2 separate regions of the Athene noctua genome follow, and region 2 is linked to region 1. A link is a contact called in public Hi-C data. All regions are on one chromosome and are shown on one strand. Each heading gives the region's core, a stretch centred on a gene start, on an enhancer-like site or on the middle of the called end of the contact. The rest is flanking DNA. Distances are from core to core; before and after follow the strand shown.

Region 1 (2,700 bases), core at 134-2,633:
AGCCTATCAAAACTTAGATCAGAACTTACTTTTTCTTCCGAACAGTGTTATATGGAGAATAAAATGTCACTTCAGATCTGAGCAAGTTAACCCTCTAGAGAGAAACGTGTTAGAAATGCGCGTGGAAGTGTGCGTTGTTTTGCTGATTTACAGCCTGTGGCAATGTAACTGCATCCTCACATGCCAGAATGCCAACGTGAGGAGTGTTGCAGAAAGCTGAGCGTTCATATCTCACTGATCGTTCAGCTGAACAGGTTATCAAAGGGGAGGGTGAATAGCTCTGACAAAATGGGATGCCAGATGAAGCAAATTTTTTGGTTAGGATGTTAGATAATGTTTCTGCTTTTGGAGTAATCTGATACCAAGCTGTAAGGAAAGATACTGGATCCAAATGTCATGATGTACACAAACAGTTCATTCTCTGCTCATCCCTGCCATGTGCATGATGTCTGCAGTCAGGAGATGGTAATCGCCTTGCGTATACGTGTAAGAAATTTGCAATCACAGGAGGCCAAAAACCGACTACTGCCAAAAGGCTGTAGCTTTTTTTTTTTTTTAATTTACGGAAATTCTTTTGTAGCAGTTTAGTATGAAGCTTTTAGAAACATTTTTTTTGCATCTTGGCCCATCCTATCCACTTCTTCATAAGTTCAGAAATCTGCCAAGAAGTTCTGAAGAAAAAAGTTTTGTTTGCAGCCCAGATAGGTCTTGTCTGCATCCCACTGTGAGAAGAGCCGTGTGGGCACAAAGGCAGATACATACTTGAGCTGGCTGATGAAGCTTGATCTAAAGGGTTAATTGAAAACTTATCTTATGATTAAAATAACTCTGCAATCCTTGGCCACTCCTCCGTCTGTAAGGGTTAAGTAGATTCAGTTGCTAATGCTCTTTGAGATAAGGTGATACAGTGTTTTGAACCTTTGCTTCAGAAGAATGACTTGTGCTCACATTCTAGAAAATTACTGTTGGGGGGCAACATGTACAAGTCAACTTGGGAACTGGAGCCTTCATCTGTAAAGAAACCCAGCCCATCAGGTTTTTCTAGATCAGCAGGGCTCAAAGTAGGTCCCCTGGCCACCAGTGGCTCTCCACACGTGCTCATCATGTGTTGGTAGTGGCTCCTCCTCTTCGGCTGCTTGTCACAGGCACTTAGGTTTTAGTCTCAGACCTGGGTGCCTGCTGAGGTGTCTAGGAGAGGAGAGCAGTGAGCTTACCCGTGTAGGGGTTGCTGCATTGGGAAGACAAGTGGCGACTTAGAAGCCCTTGATAGGAGAGACTTGCTAGTGGAAGAAGAGCGTTAACTTTATAGCCAGTACGGACCCAAGGCTACCAGGAGGCATCCACCAAAGCCCAGCCGTGGAAAACGACACCAGTGCCACCATGGAGGCCAGAGAGCCCCCACCAAGGTGCAGTATTGGTGAAGGGAAAAATGGGAGGTGCAGAGCATGGGAAGGGTGAAAGCAGTGTGCAGGTGGGGTCAGAGGGAGATGAGCAGACACGGGTGGGTGAAGGCTAGTGAGATGGACAGACAGAATGAAAATACTTGGGTAAATTTAGGGAGTATTGCATTTCCTAAAGAGTGTATATCTTGTGAGGAAGGAAGCTTGGAGGCTTGATGTGAGGAATGGGGATGTAGAAGATAGCCCCTTCTGTGGAAGCCTCAGCAGATACATGGCCATGCAAAATGAAGTTGGGACTGTTCTGTACACTCTTCTTCCCTGGCCATTTTTCTTCCTTGGCCAAACTCCAGTTGGTGTTATAAACTCAGCATTCTCTCTTTCCCCATGACATTGGTTGCCCTGGTTCTCTTGGCCTGTTCCAGCTCTCTCCTAATAGAAATATGCTGGAAGACATAGTGTGCTTGTAGGGGCCTCATCCAGAGGCTGACATCTAAGCTGCCTTCTCCCATCAGGGTTAGAGCCAGTAAGTATGGACTTCAGTAAGTATCAACTTCAGTAAGTGCTGCTTACTTTTAATGGGATTGAAAAGGTGCTGTCAGGTCATACTTGGTTTGAAACAAAAAATGACTTCTTTCCCCTGACAGTGTATCTCTAACAGATTTTATTTTTTCAGCTTGCTGCAGATGCCTGTCAATAGGATCCGTCAGTCGTGTTTCTTACACCAGTCTGATGGCTGCTGTATAAGATATTGCTGTCAAAGTGTAACTTCTGCCTAGTGCGTTGTTATGCGTGTGTTACTTATGACCCGAATTTTCTGTAACTAGCTTGTCTGGCTGCACTGGGCAAATAAAAAAAAAAAATAATCAGGCGCTCTTCTTGAGGAGAAAAGGACACTGTGCACGTTTGCTTTTCTGTATTGAGGATTTATTGAGGTTTAAGTTAACAAAATGAGTTACTTCATCTGTTTCTCCCTTTTTCTTAAACTGACTTTTGTTGCACCTATGAAATAGTAATTTCTGAATAACTTCGTTATTGATATGGTAAAAAATTTTAGAAATTTATCTGTGGAGGGGCAAATAGTATGAATAGAACATAATTAACTTGGCTGTCATCTTGCTGTGTTGATTTACATGCCTCTTCCAACTTCCTTCACGAAAAGGGGGAAATGTATGCTTGAGTAGATGTGCAATGAGACTGATTTTCCTCCTGGGATAATAGGGGCTGTGTGGATGGGGGATGGGGATTCAAGAGACCTGGATTCAAATCTGAGCTCTGAGTCTGACCCACTGAATGTCCTTGA
Region 2 (2,700 bases), core at 193-2,692, 250 kb after region 1:
CTACGTGCAAAACAGTAGCTGTTTTCCAACCTATCAGCAACCAATAAATCCTGTTTTATATCCATCAATGTCTCTTAATTTGAATCATGAAAGTTTTTCTGCAACATCTTAAGGAGTCCTGGAGGAAAAGGTTGTACTTCATGTGAAAGTATTCTTAATCCCTGGGCATCTTGTAGACCCCTCATGATTTTGTTTCAGCTACATCTTCATTTGCTCAGCTCATGTCCCTCCTGCCTTGGCCTCACACTGCAAGGTCACCGCTTAACTACCTGGAGAGATGGAGCTACACCATTTGTGAATGATACAAATATTGGGATCCTTGGCGGACAAATGTTTAAGGAAGGTGTGGAATTTATTATGTAAATGAAGATGCCTAGAGCTTGTAAATCTGTATTACCCTGATCACTGTTCCTTCTAAAAAACATGCAGGCGTGTGCAATGGTTTGAGTTCTCATTCTGCTGTTCTTTAAAGTTGGGGGATTTCTAATTTCCACCTGCTTTACTGTACAGAATTAGGCTCAATTTGGCCAGGAATGAAAATAACCAGTTACCTGACTGCAACAGCAGCAAGGACCACAGTAAATCATCTGAAAAGTCCATGCAAAATGCACGGGTTCCTGGCAGAAACTTCTAGAGAATGGCTGGTTATGTGTGAATAACTGAGAATAACGAGGTCATGTGAGCTGACTGGTAGTTTTTGTTAGTTCTAAGAGCACGCGCACGGTTTTATGAGGTATTTCACTTAAAAAATAATCTGCATTTGTCCTGTGAAAATATTATGGCTAATATTACTTAATCCCTAGTCCTCTGCAAACTCAGGATTCGCCTGCAGGCTGGCTGCAGCTCAGTGGTTCAGGGAACAGAAGAGCAGCTCTCATGTGGACAGCCCAAGAGACCAACAAACTAGAGGATGCACTAAGAAAAGCCCCCCCAATCGATTTCCTTTGTAATTGGAGCTTTGGCCCACCACACATTCTCGGTGGGGCCCTGCTTTCCCCCCTGCTGCGTGGCAGGGTGGCTCTGAGGGCCCTGGCAGGTGGCTGGGGCACCTCCGTGGGACCATGTGGAGGAGGCGGATGGGGATGGGAGCCAGAGAAGTGGGCTGCAGAGTTGGGGTGTCCGACACGGCTGCGGCTTGGCGCCCAGGCAGCCCTGAGGGGCCAGGACGCTCACTTGCCCAAGACGGCGAGGGGGAGGCGGTGCGAGCCGACACCCGTCACCCACCCAAGATGGCGGAGCCCGCGGGCTGCCGGCAGCCGCCCCGCCCCGCCCCGCCCCGCGCGGCGCGGCCCCGCCTCCTCCCCGCCCCCCGCCGCCGCCGGTCCTCCCCGGGCGCGGCGCGGGCGGCTGCCGGCAGGGGGCGCTGCGGCGCGGCGCAGGGCGCAGGGCGCTGGCGCGGCCTCTCTTGGTGCGCCGCGCGGGTCATATGACCGCGGCGCGGGGGCGAGCCGGGCCGTGTGGGAGCGCGCGGGTGTCCGACAGCCGCCGCCGCCGCCGGAGCCTGTCCCCGGGCTGAGCCTGCCAGTGCCCCCGGCCCGCCCGCCGCCGCCGCCATCATGCTGGCGCTGCTCTCCCGGCTGCTGGACTGGTTCCGCTCGCTCTTCTGGAAGGAGGAGATGGAGCTCACCCTGGTGGGGCTGCAGTACTCGGGCAAGACCACCTTCGTCAACGTCATCGCGGTGAGCGGGCCGCGCCGGGCCGGGGGCAGGCCGCGGCGGGGCCTGGCGGAGGTGGGGGGGAAGCCGCGGGGCCTTGGTGGCCTCAGCGGTGCCGGCGGGGCGGCGCGGCCTGTGCGGGCCCGGCAGGAGGGGGCTGGAGCCGAAGCAGCGGCCGGGCCGGGCCCGGAGCGGCCTGGTGCTCGGCCTGGCTGTCAGCAGCCTGCGGCTGGCGCCTGCCTGGGCTCCCCCCCGGTACACGGTCTTGTCCCTTACGCGTCGTATGTTGAGCAGGACTGCGGGGATGAAGCTGTTCCGCGGGGCTGCCTGGGATGGGGAGCAGGCGTGTCTGCCCTTGCTGGGTAGGCTCGTAGGAGAGGTGGCTGAGCCAGCCGTATCGAGCCTTGATAGCATGCTCTGCCTCCAGAAACCTTTGTGTGCTAATGGGCCCCTGAAAACACTGATAGCCGTATCAGAGCACCGCTCCACGGCGTGCTCTGAGGGCTTGTTTCAGTCAGCGCATTAGTACGGCTGGGCTTGTGTTAGCATAATATGAAGATAGCATAATGTGTCTGCAGCTACTTTCTTCCATTTGACTTTTTCTTTCAGTGGTCCTCAATAAATGATTTAAATGTTTCTCACTCATGGTTCTTATCTTCAGTTTTTTGCTTATGTTGATTACTAAGACCTGTATCAAATAATCTACTTTCTCTTAAGGTATGCACTAAGAAGTACAACTTCCAAGCCTAACAGCAGCAGACTGCTGAACTTGGGCCTACTTATCTGATGATCTGCCTGAAGCAGATGAAGGAAGGGTGTGGGAATCCTCCTGCATGAAGCTTTTCCATTGCTGAACAAGATAAAGAGTTACTTACTTAAATGGTTTATTTGACTTTGTCAGTGTCCTGTTCTGTGGATGCATGTGACAGAAAACACTCCAGAGACAAGCTGGAGTTCAGAAGCCCTTGCAGGGAGACTGAAGCGGGAAACCAGGGTACCTTTTGGTTTTGCAGGGAGCATGACTGATTGAGTACAGTGAACCTAG

Evidence for each region. A called contact is a pair of places that touch in the nucleus more often than the background predicts.
Region 2: a contact with region 1 is called in a Hi-C map of heart, with 3 times the contacts expected there. The contact joins the promoter of ARL8B here to the promoter of ITPR1 in region 1. A contact is called at or near these places in 2 of 2 Hi-C or Micro-C datasets (heart and liver).

What each region holds. Positions count from the first base shown.
Region 1 is chr10:12,200,814-12,203,513 of bAthNoc1.hap1.1, forward strand. ITPR1 (inositol 1,4,5-trisphosphate receptor type 1) reads left to right here and starts at 1,384. Exons shown (of 62, transcript XM_074914301.1): 1 at 1,384-1,406.
Region 2 is chr10:12,447,060-12,449,759 of bAthNoc1.hap1.1, forward strand. ARL8B (ARF like GTPase 8B) reads left to right here and starts at 1,443. Exons shown (of 7, transcript XM_074914020.1): 1 at 1,443-1,679. The coding sequence starts at 1,557.